Linked DNA regions of Ovis aries: region 1 is linked to region 2. Evidence: chromatin contacts called from public Hi-C data. All regions are on one chromosome and are shown on one strand. The core of a region is the stretch at or near the end of the contact, and the rest is flanking DNA. Distances in the headings are between cores, read along the strand shown.

Region 1 (4,946 bases), core at 180-2,679, 75 kb after region 2:
ACACGTGACTTTTCCGAGAGCTGGTCACGTGTGTTGTGGTGCCATCGTCTTCTCACATCCCGTCCCATCGCACGTCCAAGGCACGCGTCCCTGCTGGCGCACAGGTGGGCTGCGTGTGGGCACGTGCAGCAGGGGTGCGGCTGCCTGAGCCCTGAAGGCGGGTGCCGCCGCACAGGGACCCCGCACTGCAGTGGCCGGGTCCAGGGGCATGCACCGCGGTGTTGGTGCGTGCCCCACGCCCCTGCCCGTGCCAGGGCTGAAGGTAGAAAGGACACTGAGCTGTGTCTGGGGGACGGTCCTTGCCTGAAACCTGCGAGGTTAAGCATCTGCTCTTTGGCCCTTTGTGGTGTTTTTGGGAATTGCTTGATGGACATTTTTATGGTCAATTTTTAAAGTAGGTAAGACAGTTGTGGTTACTGACTGTTTAGTCAAGTTTGGGGTAAAGTTTTGTTTTCAGAAATTGTACTCTAAGCAGGTCCATTTCTGAATTTCAGGCTGTGTGGACGTGCTTGGTGTGGGAAAGACCCCCTCCAGCCCTGACCCCCCACCGCCCACCTCGTCCTGGTACTTATTCTCCAGCCTGTCCTGTGGGGACAGCTCTGCTGCCGTGTGTGTGCACAGCAGTCAGCTTCTTTTCTTTCCTTATTTTTAATTGCAGGGTAGTTGCTTTACAGTGTCGTTTGCTTTCTGTTGTACAGCATGAATCAGCCGTAAGTACATGTATGTCCACCTGGGAGTGAGGTCCTGAGGCGCAGCCTCTGAGGCCCAGTGATGCCTTACCTTACTTAGAGCCGATTCTTGGTTTCATCAAAATTTTGAAAGTCACTGTGTGATGTGAAGTGAAAATCAGGTGTGGAGTCCTGAATCTCCAGCCGTGCTCTGCCATGACCCTGAGCCATGTTTGTGTGGGGGAAACCTGACTTGGAGCTGGAAGAAGTGGGTGGGGTCTGCCTGCCCGGGGCTTTTCTTGTTGTTTTTAGATTGTTTTATTTGCGCATTTACTTGTGGCTGTGCCGACTCATTGCCGCGTGGGCTTCGCGCTGGTTGCAGCGAGCAGGGGCTCCTCTCTAGTTCGGTGCGCAGGCTTCTCGTGGCGGGGCTTCTCTCGTGGCAGAGCGCGGCGCTGAGGCTGGGGGCTTCGGGAGCTGCGGTTCCCCGGCTCTGTAGCACAAGCTCAGTAGCTGTGCTGCGTGGGAGTAGTTGCTCCCAGGCATGTGGAATCTTCCAGACCAGGGATCGAACCCGTGTCTCCTGCATTGGCAGGTGGATTCTTTGGCACTGAGCCACCAGAGAAGCCCTGTTGTTGTTTGTTTTGATCAAAGGTTTCCTCACCTTCCGCTTTGAAAGCACTGACAGTGCAGGCAGGCAAACGCTTCTTTACGTTTGCAGCAGTCTTGCTCCGCCCTCAGTGCTCAGGTCCTGTGAGGCTGAGGTGAGGCCAGGACACAGGAGCCCCGCCTCCCACACGTCTGACCCGGCCACCAGCCTTCCTGGAGTCTGAGCTCTGTGGGTTTAGGCACTTTCTTTTAGGTGGTTTAAAAGGCAGGCAGCCCTAAGAGTGAAAGAATGTTTAGGCTGTAATTAAGTCAGCGTCACTGGTATCTGTGCTGGTGTCTGGCTGAGTTTGCTTCCGGTAGAGTAGTTGGGGGACCCCGTCCCACAGGCACGTGGTAGAGGGGCCCCGGCAGGACTGCGGGTGGTGTGGCAGGAGGTCCCCGTCACACCCTGGCCGGTGGCTGTTCTCTTGGGCGTGGGTCTCAGAGATGCTCCACGAGGCCGGGCTCCTCTGCTGCTGCTGTGGCCTGGGGTCTGGATGGTCCAGACCTGAAGTCCCTCCCTGGTTCCCTGCATGACGCTCTCGTTCTCTGGCTGTGTCACGCCTCTCTGCATTCCTCTGCTTCTGGTCCGATTCTGGCTTCTTCAGCGTCCATGTCAGGGTTCAGGGGCAGTTTTATTTTGCATCTTGGTGATGGAGGGTCTGCTGTTCATCGCACCGTCTCTGCAGACTCTCCGAGCCATCTGGCCAGTGATGGTGCTAGCAGTGCTTGTTGGGGGTGGGTGGGAGGGCAGGGAAGGCTCTGGCCCCTCCAGCCCAACTGCTGTTCCCTGCTTGTGCCAGTGCAGCTGGGCCGTTCGCCAGGCCTGGGACCCCCCCCAGCTGAAGCCGAAGGACATGCCTGTGTCTTGGGGGAAAGGGCGGGGCTGAGCACTGAAGGCCATGCTAAGAATGTCTCCCCAGAAGTGGTGACTTCCAGGTGGAGGATCCCAGGTGGAGTGGAAAATGCCTATTTGTCGTGTAGCTCTGGCTGACCTACATTTTGGTAAAAAATACAGTGAAAAATGTTGGTATGAAAGGGATCAGGGAAACTGTAACCTTGGGTACAAATGCTGGAGTTGATCTTGAACTCTGGTTCTTGGAGGAGGGTGGGGCTCGTTTAGTCCTAAGGACTGTTGTTGTGCTCGGGCTGTGACGAGGATGTGCCCCAGCCCCACCCCACACCACAGAGCTCCCTGCGTTCTGTGCCCGTGGGTGCCCAGCCTCCCAAACAGGTGGTGTTGTGTCTGTCTTAGGTATGAGTACACGCAGCACGGCCTTAACACGGGTGCTGTGGGTTTATGCTGCGTGTCTTTCTGTAAAATCCTGAGCTCTGACAATGACAAAAAGTATAAAATTGCCTGCCTTCATCAATAAAGAAATTATAAATACATTTTGGATGAAATACGTAGCCACTGAAAATTATGGTTTTGAAAAGAAAACACCAAGCTGAATATCAACAGAATTACCCCAATTTTCTTTACGGTTATCAAAACACATATGTTGTACACGTGCTCATAGAACAGAGGGTGGAAAGAAACTCAAAGTCTTGTAGCCAGAGGGGGCGGGCTCCTGAGAGTTCCGTCTTCCGGGTTCGTCTCTGCGTTTCTCAAGTCTGCCCTCATGAACGCTTGTCTCTGCACTAAGAAGGATGTTAGCATCATCTAACATGAAAGTTTGAGTGGCTTTCTGCTGTGTGAGCTCGCCGTGTCATGCTTGTCGCTTGTGCACACTGGCTGGTTTTGGTTCCAGAGCACTCTGAGTTGGGGGTGAGGGGTGCAGGGAGGGGCCTGGTGGGGTCCATGGTGCAGCCAGGCTGCCAGGGTGTGTGTGCGGGGGACCTGGGGGCTGTGTGTCTGTAGGGCGGGAGGGTGGCGCCTGCAGGGGCCCTTCCCTGACCGCTCCCAGAGCTGGCTTGGCGCCGGCAGAGGGATGACGGCTCAGATGGCCTCCTGGTCCTCCCTGGGGCCAGAGTGCTGGGAGTCCCAGACAGGGTGCTGCTGTTGTGAACAGAGACGGTTGCTTTTCTGTGATCTTTTATCTAAAGTTTGTTTAAGTTACATTTTGAGACAGTTGTGTTTCTTTGCCTTTGAGTGGTACTGCAGTCATCTGTTAGAAATGAGCATTATAACCAGAATTTATGAGGTCTAGAGAGTGTGATGATGTCATGACTGTGTGGCAGATTCTCCCAGGTGTCATAGGCATTCCTGACTCCACTTCTTTCGGAGGCAGTGGCTGTATGCGTGGTACCCAGGGAAGCTGCCACGCCTCTGGAGCTGCCACCCATAATGCTGCTGGCTGGTTCCACCCGTGGCCCTCATGCCCGGAACAGCTGTCCTGGTTCTCTCTTTCCCGGGTCTGTTCCCACTGGAGACGTTGCTGATGCCGCCGAGAGGTCTCATCACTGAGAGTCCCACGTCACTCCTTGGCAGGAGCTTTGCCTCTGTCCTCAGCTTTCACTCTCGCTATCGGCACACTGCATGGCCCAGTCTGTTTTTTTAGACTTTTGTGTCCAAAAGACCACTGTCACTTGATTGGCATATTAATCACATTGCTTTTCTCGAATGTTATTTAAATATTCCTTTGAATTTCTGCGAACATGATTTTTTAAGCAAATAAGCAAGTATTCGATAAAGTGTAGGCATCAGTTTGAAATTGGGGTGTCCAGCTGTGGAAACTGGGGGGCCTGCTGGGCTGCCCTGTTCCCTTGAGTCCCTGTGATGACGGACTGGGGTCTCTGCATGGTGCCTGAGTGAACTGGTGAGTGAGTGGCTGGGAGTGTCACCAGGTCCCCTCTTTTGGGGCCCTCAGCACCAGCATGGGCCAGGGTTGATGACCGTGTAACCCCCTTGAGCTGCCCTGTGGCCTGAGCCTGTCCTGGGCATGGTGCAGACTTCTCAGGGCGTGGACATCAGTTCCGGCTGCCAGCCTGCCAGGCCTTTCTCTCCTCAGTGCTTTCACAAGCTCCCAGGTTTTAGAGATTTCAAAACAGTGAGTTATTTGCAGCAGCTGTGTTTTGTTTTGTTTTGTTTTGAAAATATGGCTTATTGTCTTTCAGTTCAGTTTAGTCGCTTGGTTGTGTCTGACTCTTTGTGATCTCATGGACTGCAGCACGCCAGGCTTCCCTGTCCATCACCAACTCCTGAAGCTTGCTCACACTCATGTCCATCGAGTTGGTGATGCCATCCAACCATCTCATCCTCTGTCGTCCCCTTCTCCTCTTGCCTTCAGTCTTTCCCAGCATCAGGGTCCTTTCCAGTGAGTCAGTTCTTTGCATCAGGTAGCCAAAGTATTGGAGTTTCAGCTTCATCATCAGTCCTTCCAATGAATATTCAGGACTGATTTCCTTTAGGATTGACTGGTTTGATCTTGCAGTCTAGGGGACTCTCAAGAGTCTTCTCTAACACTACAGTTCAGAAGCATCAATTCTTCAGCTCTCAGCTTTCTTTATAGTCCAACTCTCACATCCATACATGACTACTGAATAGCTTTGACTAGACGGACCTTTGTTGGCAAAGTAATGTCTCTGTTGTCTAGGTTGGTCATAGCTTTTCTTCCAAGGAGCAAGTGTCTTTTAATTTCATGGCTGCAGTCACCATCTGCAGTGATTTGGGAGCCCAAGAAAATAAAG
Region 2 (5,094 bases), core at 2,404-4,903:
TGGCTTTTCCTGGGGACACTGCCCACCTCCAACCCAGACCCTCTGGTCAAATCATGTCCCCCATGGTTCTCATCTGCCCTCACACTACGCTTGGTCACTGCAAGCAAGACCACTGAGTGCATGACTGAGGCACCCCTAATCAGGCTGGCCCTTCTAGCCCCACCAGTTTTGGTGCTTGATGTGAAGAGCCATCTCATTGGAAAAGACCTTGATGCTGGGAAAGACTGAAGGCAGGCAGAGAAGGCAGCAACAGAGGATGAGATGGTTGGATGGCATCATCGACTCAATAGACATGAGCTTGAGCAAACTCTGGGAGATGGTGAAGGACAGGGAAGTCTGGCGTGCTGCCGTCCACGGGGTCACAAAGAGTCGGACATGACTGAGCCACTGAACAACACCTGCTCTACTCCCTGCAGACCACGCCGGCGGGACCACTGGTGACTCTCAACCATTGAGACCCTTCCTATCCCCACTCTTTGGTCCTCCTTATCTGATATGCCTCTGCCGCAAGTGTCCTCCTTTAGGAGCTGAACTGTGTCTCTCAAAATAACCTGGTCAAGTCCTATCTCCCAGTATCTGGGACCATGGCCTTATTTGGAAACTGGGGCCTTGGGAAAGTAATCAACTTATATTTGAGGTCACATGGATTAATGTGTTAGTTGCTCAGTCACATCTGACTTTTTGTGACCCCATGGACTGTAGTCCATCAGGCTCCTCTGTCCATGGGATTCTCCAGGCAAAAATACTGGAGTGGGTTGCCATTCCCTTCTACAGGGGATCTTCCTGACCCAGGATTGACCTCAGATCTCCTGCATTGCTGGCGGATTCTTTACCATCTGAGCCAACAGGGAAGGATTAGGGTAGACCTTAAATCCCACACCTGGTGTCCTCATGAGAAGAGGGAGATTGGACATAGACACATAGGAAGGGGGCCAGGTGAAGATCGAGGCAGAGGTCAGGATTATGCATCTGCAGGCCAAGGAGCTCCAAGGCCCACCAGCAATCACCAGAAACTCAAGAGAAAAGCCTGGAATAGATCCTGGCCTGGAACCCCAGAAAGGAAGCAACACTGCCAACACCATGGCTTTGGGTTTCCAGCCCTTGGAACTGTAAGAAAATTAATTGCAGCTGTTTTAAATGACCCTGTTTGTGGTAATCTGTTATGACAGCCGTAGGAAGTGACTACTACTGCCTATCCCAAACACTTGACTGATGGAATCAGGGTCACAGATGTTCCAGCACATGCTAGGCACTGACACTGTGCCAGCCTGGGGACACAACAAGAACGGGTCAGCAACACAAAACTTGGGAGCCCAAGTGACATGTCAAAATGCTGCCCTTACCACATGACTGCCAAGGGTGCATAAGGAAGGGGCATTTCAGTGAGGCCTTGAAGGTTGAGTAGGAGTTTGCCTGGCAAGCTCCTATCCAAACATACTCTAAGGACAAGAGCGTACTCCCTGCTGTCTCACTACCAAGTAAGCTTCCAAGGAACCCCTGGCTTTTTCTCAACGCTCTGAGCATGAGCACATACTGTGGACACAGCTCATGAGTGCAGAACATGTATCTCTGATGCCCTCTCAGAATACCAGTAAGAGAGCTCTGCGTATATACACTGACAAAACACTAAGGTGACTACACAGACCCCTAGCCCTAAAAGGTCAAACCAGATGACAGCCTAAGCCGAAGACTCATCCCCAACGGTCAGCATGCAGACCTACCCTGCGATGCAGTCTTTCTGATCTGATGTTTGGGAGCAGTGCTCACACACTTCTGCCTAGAGACTTGCAAAGTGCAAAGAACTGGATAAACGCTGACGCCAAGGCAGCTTCAGGAACAGTGACTGCACTCGTCACACTTAACTCCAAAACCCAGGGTCCTCAGAGCCCCTTGGGCTGCCAACATCTGCATCTGGGTCACATGCTTGACTCTCTGCCCAACCAAGAGTCTGACACAGAGTGTCACTGTCAGGGAAGACCCTGGAGCTGCTGTCCAGGTGTGACTCCTAGCTCTATCGTGTACCAGCAGGCACGCAGCCTCCCTATACCTGTCTCCTGATCTGTAAAATGGGGACGATAGTAACTCGAGACATTAAACGAGTTGAGACCTGCAAAGCCCTTAGAATAAGGCCAGTGAGCACCCCATAAGGGTTAACCAAACAAATAAGAATGCTCTACTTTTAAACCTGTATTTCTCCTGCTTCTTAAGTCCTCTCTTCCCCATTTAGCATTTATGAGGCTCCTCGTTTGTCAAAACCAGTCACGGCAAAAGTCGTCTCAAACAGTCAAGAGGCTGAGAAGTCCACCAGGTTCCCGCAGGTCATCAAGGAAGAAGGGCCGCGGCCATTGAAGTGAATCCCTTCAGGGGAAAAACAGGCTCACAGAAAGCAAGGCATACTGCAGAGGACCGCAGGTTAGAAAAGAAAGTAACATAGCTGTCAAAAACACCAAAAAAATTCAAGCGGCAATGACTAACACTCTCTTTCTTCTGAGCTTATCTTCTAAGGAAAAACAGTAGGAAAACTGAAATCTTTATTTTCATAACTTAAGGCTTTGTTAAAGGTGCCCCCAAACCAACGGGGAGGTTATCTCTAGAAAACCACAAGGCCGAACTTAAAGAACGTGGGCAAGGCTGTAAAGCGAATGTGTAAAGTTTCTGTTAGGTGAGAGGCTAGCTAGCTGTCACACTGAAAGACAATTTGACACGCGAATAAGGGCAGCAAGATCTGGCCGGCAGGTCGGCCCCGGGGTGTAGCGCGCTCCTAGAAGGGCTGCGGGGCTGCTGAACTGCGTCCCACCCTCTGGATGCGCCCCTTTGTGCCTCCGAGTGCCAGCACTTAAGGGGGCGGTAGGGGCCGGCTGCTGGGACCTATTCCTGTCGCCCCGTGCGCCCCTCAACCAGTCAAGGTGCGCGTAGGGGCCAGGGCCGCCCACCACGCAGCGCCACCGCTTTCGCCAGCGAAGCGGATCCCCTGTGCGCGCGGGGTGGCCGGCGGACACCACTCGGTGGGCGCCTGGTCCCACCGCCCTGCACCCCTGCCCATGGACTGTGGCCCCAAAGATGGTGAGTCACCACTGTGCCCGTGCGGCCCGCAGTCGATTCCGGGTTGGATCCGAGGATACCATCCCGCGAGCAGCATCTTTCGGACACCACCCCTTGGGCAGTCTGTTCCGCCACCCTGCGCCCCTGCCCGGGGCCCCTGGTCCCGAAAGCGGCGGGTCCCCACCGTGCCCGGCGTGGCCCAGGGTCATTCCCGGCTTGGATCCGCCGACACCACCCCGCGGGCGGCCCCGCGCCCTGCTGACGGCCCACGCTCGCCCCCGCCCAAGCTGGCGCACGTCGGCGGCTAAGCGCGCGCGGGGCCCCGGCGGGGTCGCTGCGGTCGCCTGCGCCCCGGCTTTGTTCGCTCCCCGCGTCCGCCGGCTACCCTCGACCCGGCCGGGCGCCCGCCCGCACCCAGCGGCTCCCGGGCCCAGCCCGGGGCCCCCAGCCCACCTTCTGGATGGTTTGCTGCGTGACCTCGCCTTTGCCTCTCGGCCGGGCGGATGCGAAAGCCACCGACATGGTAGCGGGCGCGGGATCAGCCCTAGATCATCGGGGTTTATTCTCCGGCTGCTATCGGCAGCCGGAGGCGCTCATTCTCCGCAGTCGCTGGGGGGCGGGGGGCGCGGGGGAAGCTGCATTGTGGGCTCGTCCGCCCCGCCGCTGCCGCTTCGCCCTGAAGCCCTCCGCGCCCCTGTCTCGTGCGCCGCCTCAGGTTGAGGCAGAGCCCCGCACCGCGCCCCCGGGAGACCGCTCCGTGTCCCGCGCCCAGCCCGCGGCAGCCGCGCCACCCCCCGCGCCCGGCCGCCTGTGGTTCGGCCGGGCCCCGCCCCGTTGCGCGCGCACGTCAGCCCAGCACCGCCTGACGCCCCAGAACGCCGCCTTACGCCGCTAGCGTAATCGGGGGCGCCGGGGGCGGGCGGGCGCGCGCGGCGCCGGCGCAGCAACGTTGTGAATCGCCGGCTGCGCGGCCGTGAGTGTGCGCTTTTCCCGGGCCCGGTCGCGTCGTTCCGCAGGCATGAGCTACGACCGCGCCATCACCGTTTTCTCGCCCGACGGCCACCTTTTCCAAGTGGAGTACGCGCAGGAGGCCGTGAAGAAGGGCTCGACCGCGGTGAGCGGGGAGGCGGGGCGCGGGGGGCGGCAGAGGCCCGGGCGGCTGGGTGGGGCCCGGGCGCGTCTCGCCGACCCGCTTCCCCGGGGGCCACGCTGACGGGCGCGCAGTGGTTCGGGGCCCAGGGAGGCATGGTGGCCTGGGGCGCACACGGAAGCTGGGACTGGGGCGCCACTGCGAGAAAGGAGCGCCGCAAGCGGCGGTTGCGAGGGCAGGCCGGGCGGCTCTCCAGGAGCCGGCTTCCGCGTATGGCCGAGCGGGGCTGCTGGTGCCGAGACAAGGGCTCTGCTGGCTGCGGGCTTCGCTTCCCCGCGCCGTGTCCAGAGCCGAGCGCGCGCCTGCCGCCGACGCCATCTTGGCGGGAGCCCCTGCGCGGCCTGGGGGGCCTGGGGCGGTGCGAGGGCGCGGGGCTTAGAGAGGCAGGGCCCGGCCCTTGCTAGTTCCCAGGCGCTCCTTGAAGGAGTAGGTGGCTGGGGCGGACAGAGTCTGGACAGCTCCCAGGTAGCCGACTCCCCCCTCCCTGTCGTCCCCCGCCCCCAGAAAGTAGTTGCCCTCCAGACCCGGGGCGATCTCGAGAACAAAGGGCCGCCGGTGTCGCACCGGCGCTGCAGTTCCCGGGCCGCCGGCGCGGCGGGCAGGCTCCCTCCTGGGTCCGACTGCTGAGTCCTCCCACTTTGGACCCTGCCCCCGACTCGGGTCCCGTCGCACCTGAGCGGTCTGTCATTTAGGCCGCTGCTTCAGGTGTGAATACCTGTTGTCTTTAGGATAACCTGTCAGTTTATCAGTCAAACTGGATGATGGGTTTTTGTGTTTTTTGTTTTCCTAATCATTTAGTGTTTCAGAGGCCTGAGTAGGCAGAGACGGTTGTGAATTTTGAAGTTTTTTTTATTTCGTGAATCTCGAAATTAAGGCCCCCAAATCCACTTTCTGACCTACCT

The links. A called contact is a pair of places that touch in the nucleus more often than the background predicts.
Region 1: a contact with region 2 is called in a Hi-C map of liver, with 4 times the contacts expected there. The contact joins the enhancer-like site here to the promoter of SS18L1 in region 2. A contact is called at or near these places in 14 of 16 Hi-C or Micro-C datasets (blood, hypothalamus, liver and 6 more).

What each region holds. Positions count from the first base shown.
Region 1 is chr13:54,821,517-54,826,462 of ARS-UI_Ramb_v3.0, forward strand. All of the region lies in intron 1 of TAF4 (TATA-box binding protein associated factor 4), which reads left to right. Among named protein-coding and RNA genes, the nearest start is that of TAF4, 33 kb to the left of the region's middle. Within about 2 kb of position 1,430, at least 4 of the 54 cell types and tissues checked have an H3K27ac peak or open chromatin away from gene starts, as enhancers often do. A contact at or near this core is called in liver, where this site is marked.
Region 2 is chr13:54,744,200-54,749,293 of ARS-UI_Ramb_v3.0, forward strand. SS18L1 (SS18L1 subunit of BAF chromatin remodeling complex) reads right to left here and starts at 3,654. Exons shown (of 12, transcript XM_060396943.1): 1 at 3,496-3,654. PSMA7 (proteasome 20S subunit alpha 7) reads left to right here and starts at 3,994. Exons shown (of 7, transcript XM_027976982.2): 1 at 3,994-4,156. The coding sequence starts at 4,061.